Linked DNA regions of Mus musculus: regions 2, 3, 4 and 5 are each linked to region 1. Evidence: chromatin contacts called from public Hi-C, HiCAR-type and HiChIP or PLAC-seq data. All regions are on one chromosome and are shown on one strand. The core of a region is the stretch at or near the end of the contact, and the rest is flanking DNA. Distances in the headings are between cores, read along the strand shown. Region 1 overlaps Pvt1 (Pvt1 oncogene). Region 2 has its middle 38 kb from the start of Gm24696. Region 3 has its middle 9.8 kb from the start of Gm22521. Region 4 has its middle 6.7 kb from the start of Gm22521. Region 5 has its middle 58 kb from the start of Gm22521.

Region 1 (2,819 bases), core at 144-2,643:
CTCTTCCCTTTCTTCATTGGATTTGAAGACTGAAACTCACATGGTCAATTAATTATAACAAGGGAATGTTGCTGGAAATGTATTGATGGCTATCAGATTCTTAGACAGTTTTCAGAGTCTATGATCTTTCCAGAAGGCCCAACTGCTGGCATGCCAAGAGCTCAAGTGCTCAAAATCCAGAAAGAACATTCAGGGCAAAATACCCTGAGAAGAACAAAGCATTCAAATAGCAGCTGTACTGCCCAGGTTCCTGTCTCTCTTGGTCATCTCTGTCTTTCTAGAACTATATTTTCAGTGGTCATAGAAATCTCTAAACATTCTCAAAGCTTTCTTATTGCATTGAGTATTAAAGAAAAATGGATCCTTTTTTCAGTTTGCGGTGTATGTGTTCATGTGTGTGTATGACATGTGCTCCTGTGTTTGGGGAGGCCCCAGGTTACTATCGGGTGGTTTCTCAATTTCTTTCTGTCTTACTTATTACGATAGAGTCTCTCATTGAATCTAGAGTTCATTGGTTTGATTAAACTGGCTGGCCAGCAAGCCTTTAAGAGTTCCACCTCCCAGCCCTTAGTTGCTTACACAGTAAAGCAAGCGTTTTACTAATGGAGCCACTACCCAACCCCCTCATTCCTGTAAAATGGCTGAAAAGGCCAACCCCACCTCATTTGTGTTGTCTGTTCAGTCATTATCAGCGCCACCCACAACCAGCCATAGCTGGGCTGCTTCAGAGAAGCTAAAGAACTTATCAGAAATAACTGCTTGATTTGACATTAAGGGCAGAGTTGCAGAGAGGGACACTTCAGAAAACACTTCCCCACTTCAAATTAGTCATCTTCTAGCACTAATGAGAGTCTGAGGATATCACAAAATAATGAACTTCTTGGGCAATTCTAAATCAGGTGGAGGGGGGTCAGTATTCAGCACCAATCAGAAAGATTCTAAAATGTGAACTTGATAAAGAACATTTTTCTTCTTCTAAATAGAGTCTCACCATGTAGCCCTGGCTGTCCTAGAATTCTCTCTTTAGACCAGACTGGCCTCAAGCTCAGAGCTCTGAGTGCCTCTGCCTCCCAAGTGCTGGGATTACAGGTGTGTACCACGTGTCTGGCTCTTGTTCAAGAGCTTTAATATGTTGCTTAAAGAAGACAACCTCCTAGAGAAAACCTAGTCACATTCTGTATATGAAGCCTGTTGGTTTAGATGGTAGTACACTCAGCCTTGGGAGGCATGGGTGGAAAAGATAGCGCTTTTCACCTTACGAATACAATGTAATATTGCTTTCAGGCCCAGATGCTTTCCTGAAGGTTTCAGGACCAGCTGGCTCTCCACTGATCATCGCCTCCACATTTCCCAGAAGTCTGAAAGGGTAAACAGGGCTGCTCATTGGAAGGACTCTAGTGTTTAACAGAGTCTCAGGATGTATTCATTTACTGAATGGAGTCAAATGAGTGAATGAGTCATACCAGTAAAACAGAATGGGGGGAAAAAAAAGCAAGCAAGAAAGAAAGAAATCCTAACTCCAAGGCAACGCACTTGAATGCTTAGGTGCATAGGTAATTATGGAAACCTCAGTATGTGCCAGCAATGTGTAAGCCAGGGATAATGTTAAGAACAATCTTGTACTTAAAGGGCAATGATTATCTGCATTTCGTAACAAAGCAGGGTAGAAAGGGGGACAAAGAAGTGGTCTATCTCTCTTTTGAGCACGTTTCTAGAGTCAGCATGGCAGACAAAACCCTCTCAGAGCTGGACCTTGTTTCTACTTTGGACATGAGAGCCAGTGAGCTAATGAAAGGCAGTGTGGCTGTAGCCCGGCTTCCCTCACACCTCTCTGGCCTAGGTGCAGTGCGTGGCTCAGAACAGTCCATGGTAATACCTTGTAAAACCACAGGTGGAAGGCAAGGCGCCTGGCCCAGAGGAAACCCAGTAGTACTTTCTGAAAGGTAACCACTGACTCTCTAAATGTCAGAGGAGGCCCACTTGCACGTTAATTAAGAAGAGCCATCAATGGTTCTGGAAACTAGCCATCAAAGCCACCTGTGACTCTATTCTTGAGTAGAGAAGGTAACCAGCGACCAAGGCGACCTTTATCAGATGACTCACCACGCAAGTGCCGGGGATGTTGTCAACTTCAGTTTGTAAAACAGAAACCGAATGAACAAACCCGCTGCCGCCTTGCAGTCCTATCTGGCTACAAGTCTTGGGAGGGATACAGTGCAGACCAGCCCGGCATTAACTGAGAAGAGATGCAATTTGAACAGCCCTCCTGGTTCATATCATAGAGAGTTGATATGTGGCGATACATTGGAGGAACAGCGTCCTAACAATGGACTCCAATGGCCACGGGGATAATTCTTGTATCATTAAAATTTGTTTGGGTGTGTAGACAAACATTTGTAATCCAGACACTTGGGGAAAAGGATTGAGAGTTCGAGGTCAGCACTACCCTGTCTGCGGGGTAAAAATAATCAACTCAAGTCCCTGCCATGGATACACCAATTTGAGCCAGGACATACAAGGCATACAGTAGTCACAAACTGGGAAGCTGGGTCAACAGTAAGTCCAATGACATCTCCCCTGCTTCCACGTGTGCTTAGAACATTAGCTTAGTGGAACTACAGTCTCTTTTTGAATTCCTGTCAATCTATCCAGCAGTCAAAAGAAATCCTTGCTGCCCAGCCTTGGAAATAGTGATGATTTTTCTAAAATCATGTCTTATTATACTAGGGTTCTTGCCAGAGTCTACTTTGACTGTCAAAACCTTGTAAGTTAGAAAGACTGAGTTGGAGCATGCTCACCAGGATAACACACACATATTT
Region 2 (2,819 bases), core at 148-2,647, 790 kb after region 1:
TTGACTACAGCGTAAAGCCTCAACTGCTTTACTCTTAGTATACTCAGAGTGTTACAGAGATAAAGTTACCTGCTCAGCCAACTTCACTACATTGCTATGAAACTACTGAGAAATCAGAGACAGCACAATGTCACTAAGTTACTGTTAGGGTATGGATATCTTAGCCTCTTAATAAAACACTAAACCTCTTTCCTTTTTAAATAAAACGTTCTCATGTATTTCAGACTGGCCTCTACTTCTAATCTATCTCCACTTCCTGAGTGCTGAGATTATTGGTGCATGCCAGAATGTCTGTTTTTATGTGGTGTTAGGTATGGAACGCAGGGCATCATACATGTTATGCAAACACTCTACAGACCACATTACATATCTAGCAAGATTAAGTTTTCTAAGGATGTCGTGGGACATTTTTCTTTATTCATGCAGAGGTATATGAACTATCTTTACAGTAACATATTGGTCATCAGGAAGTTTCCGATAGGGTGGCAGAAAAAGGAAATTGGTGGGTTAAAGAATAAACCACCAACAAAAGAGTACACATGGGGGAACTCATGGCTCCAGATGCATATGTAGCAGAGGATGGCCTAGTCGGTTATCAATAGGAGGAGAAGCCCTTGGTCCCATGAAGGCTCTATGCCCCAGTGTAGGGAAATGCCAGGGCCAGGAAGCAGGAGTGGGTGGGTTGGTGAACAGGGGGAGGGGATAGGGTTTTTTTTGGAGGGGAAACTAGGGAAGGGAATAACATTTGAAATGTAAATAAAGAAAATACCTAATTAAAAAACAGCAAAAAAAAAAAAGAATTGTTAAGAAAAACAAATAAGAATGTTGTTAAAATTGAATATTCTTTTTCTTTTATGTGTGGGTACCCATACATGAGACTTTACAGGGTGCACATCCATGACAGATCCCAAGTCCAGACTGTCATGGCAAAAAGTTAATGATGAACTGAAGGAAAACTCTGGGATTAGAGGAAGAAGATGTGGCCCTAAATTTTGCACAGATCTTTAGAAACTGTATCCAAATTGAGTGACTTTATTTTCTGGCCTTCATTAGATTGTCATGATGAAAACAGGTTTTGGAAGTAATGTCTCTAGTAGAGGCTGTCCCTCTCATGACCTTTCTTACACAAAAGTTTTCACGATAGCTTTTAACCAGTGTTGCCTTTCCCCTCCTTCTCTGTCTATTCTTCTGTTGCTTTAGTGATTCTAGTAAGCTGAGTTTTCTTCCCCTCACCCCAAATCATCCTGACTACTTGAGGACATTTCTTCTCCTTATGCTGAAAATCCCCAAGAAGTAAATGGAGGGTCTTACCAGCAAGATTTACATAGTGTTACTTGGTTTCTGCCTTGGGAGCTAATGTGACAGGAAGTGTTTGAATGAGCTGTGCTGTCCTTACAGAGGCTCAGACTGGATCCAAGAAGAAAAAAAAAATGTGGTCAAACTAAACAAACAAACGGCTCACTGGAGAATGGGAAAGAAAAAAAAAAAGAAAGAACTGGCCGCTTGTTCTTTTTCTAGCTAATGAATTGAATTGATGCAGGAACTTCATCGTGTTCTCAGGGAAATCCTGTTGGCTGGGTCTCACTCCTCAGAACTACTAAATTTAGGTCACAGCTCAGTGGAGAACAATTACAGATCCTTAATAAAAGATAATTTACCCAGTGACAGCCAGCAAGACAGCTGGGCAGGCGTTCTTATTTTCTTGCTAATGTTGTGGGGGCTGGGGACCCTGTGTCGGGCTACGTGTTGACAGAAGGTTATGTTCTGACCTTGCACATCCGTTGGCTCATCTGCAGTGTGGTGTATGCCACCCCAAGTGATCCGAATGACTGAAAGCTACCCTGTATGGTTTTCTCTTCTCTTAGCCCCCTCCCCCCTTTAGTTTTTAATTTAGTTTTATAGTTTATAATCAGAGTCTCATGTAGACCAGGTTGGCCTTAAATCTTCTCTGTATCCCTGAAAATCTGATCTTGCCTTTACTCCCCAAGTTCTGAGATTTTAGGTGGGTACCTCCACGGCCAGTGTATGCACTGCTAGAAATCAAGCCAGAGAGCTTCGTGCAACATTGAGTTTTCTGCATCATGCTACAGTGAAAAGAAGCTGAGAAAGGACAGTTATATAGTGCAGGAAGAAGGAAGTAAGAAGGCATATTGTGCCTGCTTTTGAGTTCCTGGCACTTACCCGCCTAGCTTTCCTTCCATGTACTGCCTCTGCTCTTAAACCATGCTGGGTCTCCCGAAGGCGTTCACATCCTTCACTGTCTATGTCCTTGTTAACTCTTCTCCCTAATCTCTCCCCCCTTTGAATAGTCCATTGCTGATTTAAAACTTAGGCTATTTGTAATCTTTTTTTTTTTTTTTTTGAAACTTTCCTGTCACTCTTCAAGACATGATGTGACATCTTCATGTGCCTTGCCTTGATGTTCTTCATTAGAATGCTACCGGTCAAGTACAGACTATGCCATCATATTTTTGGTGTCTAGGATCATAAAACATCATGTTCTTGGTGTCTCGGTATAACACACTGCATTGAAGTCTCAGTCCTAATGACGTCTTGTTCCTGAACACAATAGGCATTCCCACGTGATACTCTCCCAATGTTAGCTGAATGCTTCTCTTTTCTGAGAGTTCTCTAGGAATTGTGTGCAATGGATTTTGACCATTATCATGTTCATACTGTGATCTCATTCCAGATGTATTCCCCAGTCCCTACCCACCCAACACTGTATTTGTCTTTTGAAAAACTGAAGTCTGTATATTGTGCTGCACATATATTCCTGGGCATGTGGCCTTACTCTGGAGCTATACCCTTAAAACCTT
Region 3 (2,819 bases), core at 174-2,673, 610 kb before region 1:
CCAACAATGCTCCACACTTCTCATTTATAAAGCACTCCTAGACCTAATATGCATTGTACATCAGCCTAAAACAAACACTTTCTAAGGACCCTTGTCAGCTGGATGAACTACCATAGGAAAAAGAGTAAAGCACAGAAGACTCATCTATACTCCTACAGAGGGACATGAAAACACTCTGCCATTCGGTGGTATTTCTGTCTAGTAGTCTCAGTCTGGAAATCTGCTCTCTAAAGAAATTTCAAAAGTAGTTTCTCTTGAAAAGTAATTAGGGAGCCAGATTTTTTAATGCTTTCCATTTATTTGTAGAAAGAGAGTGTTTTTTTAGTTTACTTACTTATTATTATTTTTCAAACGTGCTCATTCCCAGTTTCCTCTCTGTAAACATCTCATTCCATCTTCACTTTCCTTTGCCTCTAATAGGGTACTCTCCCACCCACCTACCCAATCCTGCCTCACCTCTTTAGCACCCTCCTTCGATGGTACAACAGGCCTCCAGAAGACCAAGCATCTCTGCTCCTGTTGATGCCAGATAAGGCAATCCTCTCCTACATATGTAGTGGGAGCCATGGACTTACCCATGTATACTCTTTGCTTGGCTTGGTCCCTGGAGAGACCAGTTAGTTGATACTGTTTTTTTCCCCCTATAGGGTTGCAGTCCCCTTCAGCTCCTTCAGTCCTTCCATAACTTTATTTCTTATACAGTATGTCTGAAATATTTCTTCCATTTGAGGTATTGATTAACTACTTTTCAACATGAAAAAAAAAAACCTTAAATTCCTTAGATGTCAATCTTCTAAAGGTAACTTAAACATCACAGGCGGGGAGAGTTAGTATATTACTGAAGGCAATGCACTGAAGTTGGGGCTCAAGATACCCAACAGAAATGACTGTTCTGTTCCTAGCATCGCTTCGGTTCTATATTTTCGTCAGCTTCTGTACCAGTTTCCTATCAGATTCTTTTGTTTTTGATGAAAGCCAGCTTTGAAATTTTGCCATCCCAAATTACTTGGATACTTAACTGATTACTGAGAGGCAGTCAAATGGAAGTTGGTAATCTGTGCCAAATTACGAAGACAGTGATCAGAACTAGGGACACTCTCAGAACAAGGATGCTCCAAAGATCCAAAGAGCCGAGTTACCTTTTCTAGAGCTAAGGGTTTGGATTGATCATTTTCAAATGACTGAAGAAATGCTTTGTTTAAAAAGAAAAAAAAAAAACAGTAAATTGAGCATAAAGGTAGAATTTAGGTGTCCTTGTGAAACAAGAGAGACACCTGCTTTGGGAAAAACTGGAGAAAGAACCTCAAAGTCATAGGGAGGTTTAGAGCAAATGCTGTTTGGCATAGAATGGATGTGGTGAGTACCAACAGGCATGCTCCTACCTGTGGAATACAGACTGCTTGGCCACTTGGTGGAGGTGTTGGAGAAGGTATTATGTATCACCATAGAGTTGAGCTCTGTGACCTGACAGTGCCTTTGAACTCTGAAATATTATAAGCCTACAAATTTAAATCTAGTCTATTCTGGCTGAGGAGCTTTGCAGGGTAAGGTGGAACTTTCAGTAAAAGAAAAACAAAATCCAAAGAAATGGTCTTTAATACCAAAAGACTAGAATCACTGAATGTTGTAGCTAACACAGAACTTACCAGAGGTCTCCTCAACTGCCCCTCACTCTAAAAATGCTCATGCACAGGCCTTGAGAGTTTAAATGACCTAAGCAAACTGACATCATGTGGGAGTTCAGATTTCAAATGAGAGTTGAGATAAATATACATATGTTCCACAGAACTCTTCCAGGAAACTCTATTTTAAGAGAGCTGTAATAATCCACTCTTCCAATATTTTGTTTACATATAAAGCACACTTGGCTCTTTTTGTTCAATTTGTCAATGATTCATGATAATCAAAGGGTTGAAAAGCTCATTGGAAATTGTCTTTACGTCCAATGATACCTTTACGTTTCTGAGAAAAGTTTAGGAGCTTGTGCAAGCTTGTTTTTTCTCCTTCTGTAACAAGACAGTCTAAGAAAAACAAACTTAGTGGGTGGGTGAAAATATTTGTTTGATTTATACTTCCAGGGTATAGTCCATAATTGAGTAAAGTCAGGGTAGAAACTGAAGCCATAGAGGAGTACTACTTACTGGTTAAGTCTCTGGCTTCCTCATCTGCCTAAGGATAGTGCCATTCACTGTACTGGATTTTCTCATTCTGATTATTAACCAAGACAATCTGTCACAGATAAAACAACAGACTCACTCACCTGATGCAAGGAAATTCTTCAGTTTCAGCGTTTCAAGGTGAATTTAAGTGCTATTAATAAAAATAATAAACAATAAACTAAACAGGACAGGAGTGGATCAGTAAATTAGCAAGATTTTTAGAATGGCTCCAGACAATCATTCCTAAATTTGCCTGGAAAGACAATTTGTAGGGTCCTTAGGGGGGATTGAAATGAGCTTGAAGAATCTGATTACAGGTAACAGTCATCCTCTCTTGGCATACAGCCAACCTAAAAGCCTTTGAATAACTTCCCATACTCACAATGGGGTAGAGGATGGAGGCTGTACCAGCGATTTCTCATTGTGAGAGCTTTGAGAAAAGTTCCTACCACAAGCACCTTTGTGGATTTGTAAAACAGCCAAAAGCAATCCAAATAACCGTGATGGGATAATCCTGGAAATATCTTTAAAACACCAACTTTGAAATAAATTGAGAAGATTACACAGAGTCCTAAAAGTCTCCACACTAGAGGGAAATGGTCAGTCTGTTCTGGGTCCCCTAGTTCTAATGTGAGTTCACATCTATAGGCACTGAACTCC
Region 4 (2,819 bases), core at 118-2,617, 600 kb before region 1:
GGCTCGTGTGCAATTTATTAGAACTTGTTTCATTTTTACCTGCTATACTCTTTTTTTTTTTTACTTGGAACTTTATGTGAACATAGTATTAACTACCCCAGTGTCCTCTAAACCAAACTTCTCTCTGACTTTCTTCTATGGCTTTTGCTCTTCTCTCTGATGTGAAGGCTTTCTGATTCTAGTCCCATACTGCTGAAACAATGAATTTGCTGGAGGTTGAGGGGAGGGGAGGACTCAGGGGATGTGAGAGAGCTGTAAGCACGAGTTACTAAAAGCAGGGCAAGTTCTAGTTTTGGACATTCTCTTAAGGGGATGTTATCCATTTTCATGTTCTTTTTCTATCCATACCACATGACTAACCAGGCTGACTTATCATCTTAGAGTTCAGAGACTGTGCTTTCCATGTGTAAACTCTACCAGATACAAAGTTTTACTGCTTTTATCATATATTATACATATATATATATATATATATATATATATATATATATATATATATATATATAAAACATATGGACTGTTAATAAAGAATTATAGAATTGACCCCAAGATACTTTATCAGAAGAGTTGAAGTATTCTGTGTCTTGCAATTGACTAAATTTCAGTAAGGGCCATTTTATCATATCTATCCTTTGGAAAGATTTTAGGAGAAGCTCCATTAAGTCCTTTAATTTCAAAGCTTATCCTCTGATGCTATCCAGCACCTCTAGCAAAACTGAAGAATTTTCAAAGGAACCTATTTGATGCACATTTGGTTCTCCATGAGATTAGTAAGTTTTGGTATTTCTGCTTTGAAATTAACCCTGCCCCTTGGTGTTGCTACTTGAGGTGTTTGAATGAGATAGTTGCTACCTCTCTCTGGCTTGCTTTCTTCTACTCTTAAAGCACTGACCTGCTCATATGTAGAACGGGAAACACAGTAGGTAGTCATTGGACACTATTAATGCTTGATTACACCATTAATTTTTGTCAAGACATAACAATGTTTGTTTTAAGATTTCTCATTTATAAAAATATGTCTTAATCAGCATTGAATATTAAAGTGCTAGAACATTAAGAAGATAAAGATCTTTTATTTTCTCTGCAAAATCTGTCATTATACCTAACTTTCTCAATAGGAAAGTCTTTCATTAGTAAAAGAAAGACAATTATATATTTAAAGCTTTGTTGCAGAGGTTGAGCACAATCTTATAAAGTTGCATTGCAGTACAACCATAAGATCTTTGTATGTAGAAGGTTCATCTGTTTAATGTCTGCACTAAAGTTCATATAAAGGAAAAACAGCTAACTCCCTCACCCACTGACCCCATTCATATACTAGGTAGAAAGTCACTGGGTGGCTTTGGAGAATTTCCCAGATGGCTGGGGCAGAATTGGGAAACCCCCTGCTGAGTGTCTGAGTACAGGGCCTCAATTCAGCAAAGCTTCACAGAACTTTTGAATACGATACACTACTTCCATTATTCTCTCTGTGCCCATCTTAAGTTGCCCTCTCCCACCCTCATCATACCAACCATGTCAGAACCTCTGCCAGTTCCCACTTGTCTCTTGGAAGGGGAAGAAGGAAGACTATTTTATCTAATGATAACAAACTTCAAATTCAACTTCATAACCAGACTGAGCAAGGCTGATTCCCAAGAGCTTTTTTTTCTGGCTCAGGATGGGCAAAGATCAATGTTGAAAGACCACTGGTCTGTCACAGTCATTGGTTCATCAGCCTTGGTGTGCACTTAATACAAGAAATTTCATATGAGACTTTGTGTAGGCATAGTGAGGGGAAAGTTGCAGGTTTTGGATATATACGTTCACTGCCTTTTACTACTAAGTTATCTCATGAATGGTAAAGAACGTTCAAATCAAATCAAAGACCCCACTAAGTAGCTCCATAAGGCATGCTTATTCTTGTCTCCTGTGGCTTTAAAAAACATAAGACTAGTTGAATAGAAAAAAAAAATTTCTATGTGTGTTTGTTTCTGCTACGGCAAAGTGATCAAGGGGAGAATGTACCTTTCTGGTCCACCATCATGAATGTAATTCACACCAAGAATAGGAGATGATTTACAAAATATTCAGTGGCTTCTCATGGACTTCCTCTACATAGTATAGGTTTTTTGTTGTTGTTGTTGTTTTGTTTTTATTTCTTACTAATAAAAGTCATGAAAACTGAATGGAAAGGGTAGAAAGTTTTGTTAAGTCTTCAATCTTCTCATATTCTTCAGGACTGGGAAGAGAAGATATTACAATGGATGAAGTATCTGATATTCTTTACTGTCATACATTCTCCTTTTAACAACTTTATTGAGATAGGATTTACATGCTGTTCAAACTTGCGAATCAAAGTGAACACCCATGGGAGGGTATTTACACAGCCACACAACCATCATTGTGATGCTATTTTCATAGCATCATTCTACCATCTTTTTTTGTGCTACCTAGCATGTATTTCCTTCTTACAGAGACCAAATCTCACTTATAACACACATTTTTTAAGGTTATTGCTCAGTCACCTTCTTGTACTTGTACATAAACATAACAAAAACATGCATCAGTTTGGTGCTAACTTTTTGTCCGAAACTGAACAGGGTACTGAGTATATAGAAACTTTATATACATGATATGATTAAACTCATAAGCCTTTCTTCTACTACCTAACAAAGAGAATAAAAATAATATCAAAAAGATATTTAGAGGGCTGCAACATAACACACACATAAGAAGTCCTGCAAATCTTAAGTATTCATTAAGAAATATTTTCTATTAAGAGAAATATGTAGGATAGACACACAAATCAAAAGTTTAGTGTCTAGAGTTTTCTCAAT
Region 5 (2,819 bases), core at 140-2,639, 540 kb before region 1:
CCTAGGTTGTACAAGAAAGTGGAGTTAGTTATAGGAAGACTATAACTAGCAAGCATCCTCCTTTACACTTCCTGCTTTATTCCCTTAATTGTGAGTGAATCCCAGGCTTGGAAATAATCATGCATAGGATAAGAGTCACTCACTCCTGCCTTCCAGGTCCTGACTTGAATTTTTGTCAACTTCCCTCACTGATGGGCTGTGACCTGGAAGTTAAGATGAAATAAAGCATTTCCTTTATAACTTACTTTTTAGAGAACTTTCACAACAGAATAAAACCATAACAGATGCTATGTAAAGTCATCAGAGAGAATTCACAAGTATGACTTTTTTACTGAATGCTCAAACCTGTTATATAAAAGAAATGAGTGATGGAAATATACTACGAGGCAGGGAAGGAAAAGCCTGATTTATAATTTCCCAGTGTGGAATCTGTATTTTTTTTTTATGTTCTGTGTTTCTTTGTAAAAACTCAATGATGGTGCCAGCCCCAACGTGTTGTAAGAAACACATAAAAGCAGGTATGCAAATTAACTCACACAACACCTCCAGGGAGTGAAGAAAGACTGATGCATATTAGTCTCCTCATCCACTTTCCTTTTCCTTGTTCCAAGACATTGCTTTTTTGTACTGATCTAAGTGGAAGACAGTAGTAACAGCAGTTCACAGGGGACTTTTAGGTCAAGACCATTTGTTTAGTGAGTGCTCATTGCCAATGCTTAGTCTTCTGTATAGACTGGATTGTTGTCCACCACACATGAGCTGCAGCTTCCATGTATGCTTGAAGCACTGTTTCAAAGTTTGGATTAGACTCAAATTCATTTCCTGCATCTGACATGGTTCTTTGTTGATAGGAAGGATATAGAGTCTCATATTTCACATGTATGGCCTTAAAGAAAGTTGAGAGATGGGGGAGGGGGAGAGAGGAAGAAAGGGGAGGAGAGAGGGAGAGAGGAAGGGGAAGAAGACAGAGAAGGAGACAGAGACAGAGTGAGTTTATGAATCTGAGTCATTTTATTTTCCAGACTCCAGACCTGTCTAGAGAAAGTATCACTCCTTCTCTTACTGGAAATGCTTGACGGTGTAAGCTGCTATTGAACAAGACTCTCGCCTATTGAATCCAGCCTGTCTTTATCTTGATTCACTCTGTTCTCAGCGACTTGACTTGACAATTTCCAGTCAAATTAAGTAGACTAACCAGAGAGTTTATTTTGCTAGGTGCTCTCCTAGATTTTAGGAAACATAGTGACTAATCTGCTCCACTTTCAAGCTGGGACAAGATAACCCTTCCCAGAAAGCTGGCTTATTTTCTTTTCAAAGCCAAGTTGTATTGTACAGTTGAAAGATCAGTTAGGGGTTTCCAGTCTGGTCGGAAGTCTGGTAAGTGCATGCTAATTTTCATGTACAGGACTGACTTGGACTTCCCTCTTGTAAGGAGATTCTGTTTCAAAGCTGGTGGAAAACATTTTCTCGCTGGTTAAAGAAAAATAATAATGCATTTATGTATTTTAAAAGTGAAAGAACTTCATGTGGTGGTATGTGCTTGTGGTCACAGCCAGTCAGGAGGCTCATGAAGGATGATCACTTGAGGCCAGAAGCTCTAGACTCGCCTAAGAAACACAGTGAGCCCCCATCAGAGATATGAAATGGACAAATAAAATTAAATCATTTTCCAACTGAAAAATTGGTGGAAGTCATACTTCCTTTCAAACTTTAACCTGTCAGGCTATATGAACTTTCTTAACAACAACAACAACAAAAAATCTTTCTTTTGTTCTTTAGCAATGGCATGCAACATACGATAAATGTCAAGCACTTACCAGATCTAGCAGTAATGTCATAATTCATTGTCATAGCATTCGATTCAACATTCCCAGAAATTTATTGACATCCCCTAGGAGAGCTTTTGAAGAGATTCTCTAGCCTTTTAGAATGGTGTTTCCCGAAGCCTAATGCAGAGCCTTGAATTTTTGATATTCAGGGTGACCTAGCCCCTCAGTGTGCCTGAAAGCATTCAAGGACATACATGTTGAGTTACTTAAACATTTTGATTATAACACCTGGCACCCAGAAGTAGACAGTAAATAGTGACACAGGGTCTCACTGTGCCTACTGTTTGATGCTTTAGGATGTATCAACTGGGAGTCCTTATCACTATGAGAATTGCCTTTGGTTACTTTGCTGTTTTGTTTTGCTTTTATCTTTATTTAATTAAATTTAATTTAACTTAATATTTTTACTTATTCAGTTCACACTCTGCTCACTGCCCCCTCCTGGTCATCCCCTCCCACAATTCTCTCCCCATTCACCTCCCCTTCTCCTGTAGGAGAAGATGGGGGGCCCCTGTGTATCCTTCATCCTGGCACATCCTCTTCCACTGAGGCCAGACAAGGCAGTACAGCTAGAACATCTCCCATTTACAGGCAACAGTTTTTGGGGTACCCCTTGCTCCAGTTGTTCCCCACCCACATGAATCTTAAGCTGCACATCTGCTACAAATGTGGGCATAGTCCTAGGCCCAGCCCACTTATATTCTTCGGTTGATGGTTCAGACTCTGAGAGCACCAAGGGCTGTTACTTTGTTTGTATTTTGTTTCTTTCACACAGGGAAGCAGAGTCAAATTATGTTGGCCGGCTCTTACTGGCAAGTATTGAGATTAATACTTTTAATACTTCATTTGATATCTCATTTCATCTCTGAGATGATTGTTGAGATACGTGACTGTTACCATGAGCTTCAGAGATCTGAATGACTTGTCAAAGCTCACTCAGCTGTGAATATCTAGGGCAACGACTCAGAAAAAGACACAACACTTATTTGA

What was found. Hi-C and Micro-C count contacts between places; a contact is called where the count stands out from the background. HiCAR-type assays count read pairs that join an accessible place to other places. HiChIP or PLAC-seq counts read pairs in DNA pulled down with a chosen protein or histone mark.
Region 2: a contact with region 1 is called in a BATF HiChIP or PLAC-seq map of CD8 T cells, with 7 read pairs. The contact joins two enhancer-like sites. A contact is called at or near these places in 2 of 115 datasets of contacts at active chromatin or transcription factors (CD8 T cells and effector CD8 T cells).
Region 3: a contact with region 1 is called in a HiCAR-type map of Th17 cells, with 5 times the contacts expected there. The contact joins two enhancer-like sites. A contact is called at or near these places in 1 of 15 datasets of contacts at CTCF or cohesin (pro-B cells), 6 of 484 Hi-C or Micro-C datasets (the CH12 cell line, Th2 cells, bone marrow-derived macrophages and 3 more) and 2 of 115 datasets of contacts at active chromatin or transcription factors (CD8 T cells and Th17 cells).
Region 4: a contact with region 1 is called in a HiCAR-type map of Th17 cells, with 4 times the contacts expected there. The contact joins two enhancer-like sites. A contact is called at or near these places in 1 of 484 Hi-C or Micro-C datasets (CD4 T cells) and 2 of 115 datasets of contacts at active chromatin or transcription factors (CD8 T cells and Th17 cells).
Region 5: a contact with region 1 is called in a Hi-C map of Th1 cells, with 2.3 times the contacts expected there. The contact joins two enhancer-like sites. A contact is called at or near these places in 1 of 484 Hi-C or Micro-C datasets (Th1 cells) and 2 of 115 datasets of contacts at active chromatin or transcription factors (CD8 T cells and Th17 cells).

The regions. Positions count from the first base shown.
Region 1 is chr15:62,189,050-62,191,868 of GRCm38.p6, reverse strand. The region is part of intron 2 of Pvt1 (Pvt1 oncogene); the gene reads right to left. Among named protein-coding and RNA genes, the nearest start is that of Pvt1, 150 kb to the right of the region's middle. Within about 2 kb of position 1,393, at least 53 of the 459 cell types and tissues checked have an H3K27ac peak or open chromatin away from gene starts, as enhancers often do. A contact at or near this core is called in CD8 T cells, Th1 cells, Th17 cells and 1 more, where this site is marked.
Region 2 is chr15:61,394,314-61,397,132 of GRCm38.p6, reverse strand. No RefSeq gene overlaps it. Among named protein-coding and RNA genes, the nearest start is that of Gm24696, 38 kb to the right of the region's middle. Within about 2 kb of position 1,397, at least 51 of the 459 cell types and tissues checked have an H3K27ac peak or open chromatin away from gene starts, as enhancers often do. A contact at or near this core is called in CD8 T cells, where this site is marked.
Region 3 is chr15:62,801,570-62,804,388 of GRCm38.p6, reverse strand. No RefSeq gene overlaps it. Among named protein-coding and RNA genes, the nearest start is that of Gm22521, 9.8 kb to the right of the region's middle. Within about 2 kb of position 1,423, at least 12 of the 459 cell types and tissues checked have an H3K27ac peak or open chromatin away from gene starts, as enhancers often do. A contact at or near this core is called in CD8 T cells, Th17 cells and regulatory T cells, where this site is marked.
Region 4 is chr15:62,785,104-62,787,922 of GRCm38.p6, reverse strand. No RefSeq gene overlaps it. Among named protein-coding and RNA genes, the nearest start is that of Gm22521, 6.7 kb to the left of the region's middle. Within about 2 kb of position 1,367, at least 6 of the 459 cell types and tissues checked have an H3K27ac peak or open chromatin away from gene starts, as enhancers often do. A contact at or near this core is called in Th17 cells, where this site is marked.
Region 5 is chr15:62,733,596-62,736,414 of GRCm38.p6, reverse strand. No RefSeq gene overlaps it. Among named protein-coding and RNA genes, the nearest start is that of Gm22521, 58 kb to the left of the region's middle. Within about 2 kb of position 1,389, at least 23 of the 459 cell types and tissues checked have an H3K27ac peak or open chromatin away from gene starts, as enhancers often do. A contact at or near this core is called in CD8 T cells, Th1 cells and Th17 cells, where this site is marked.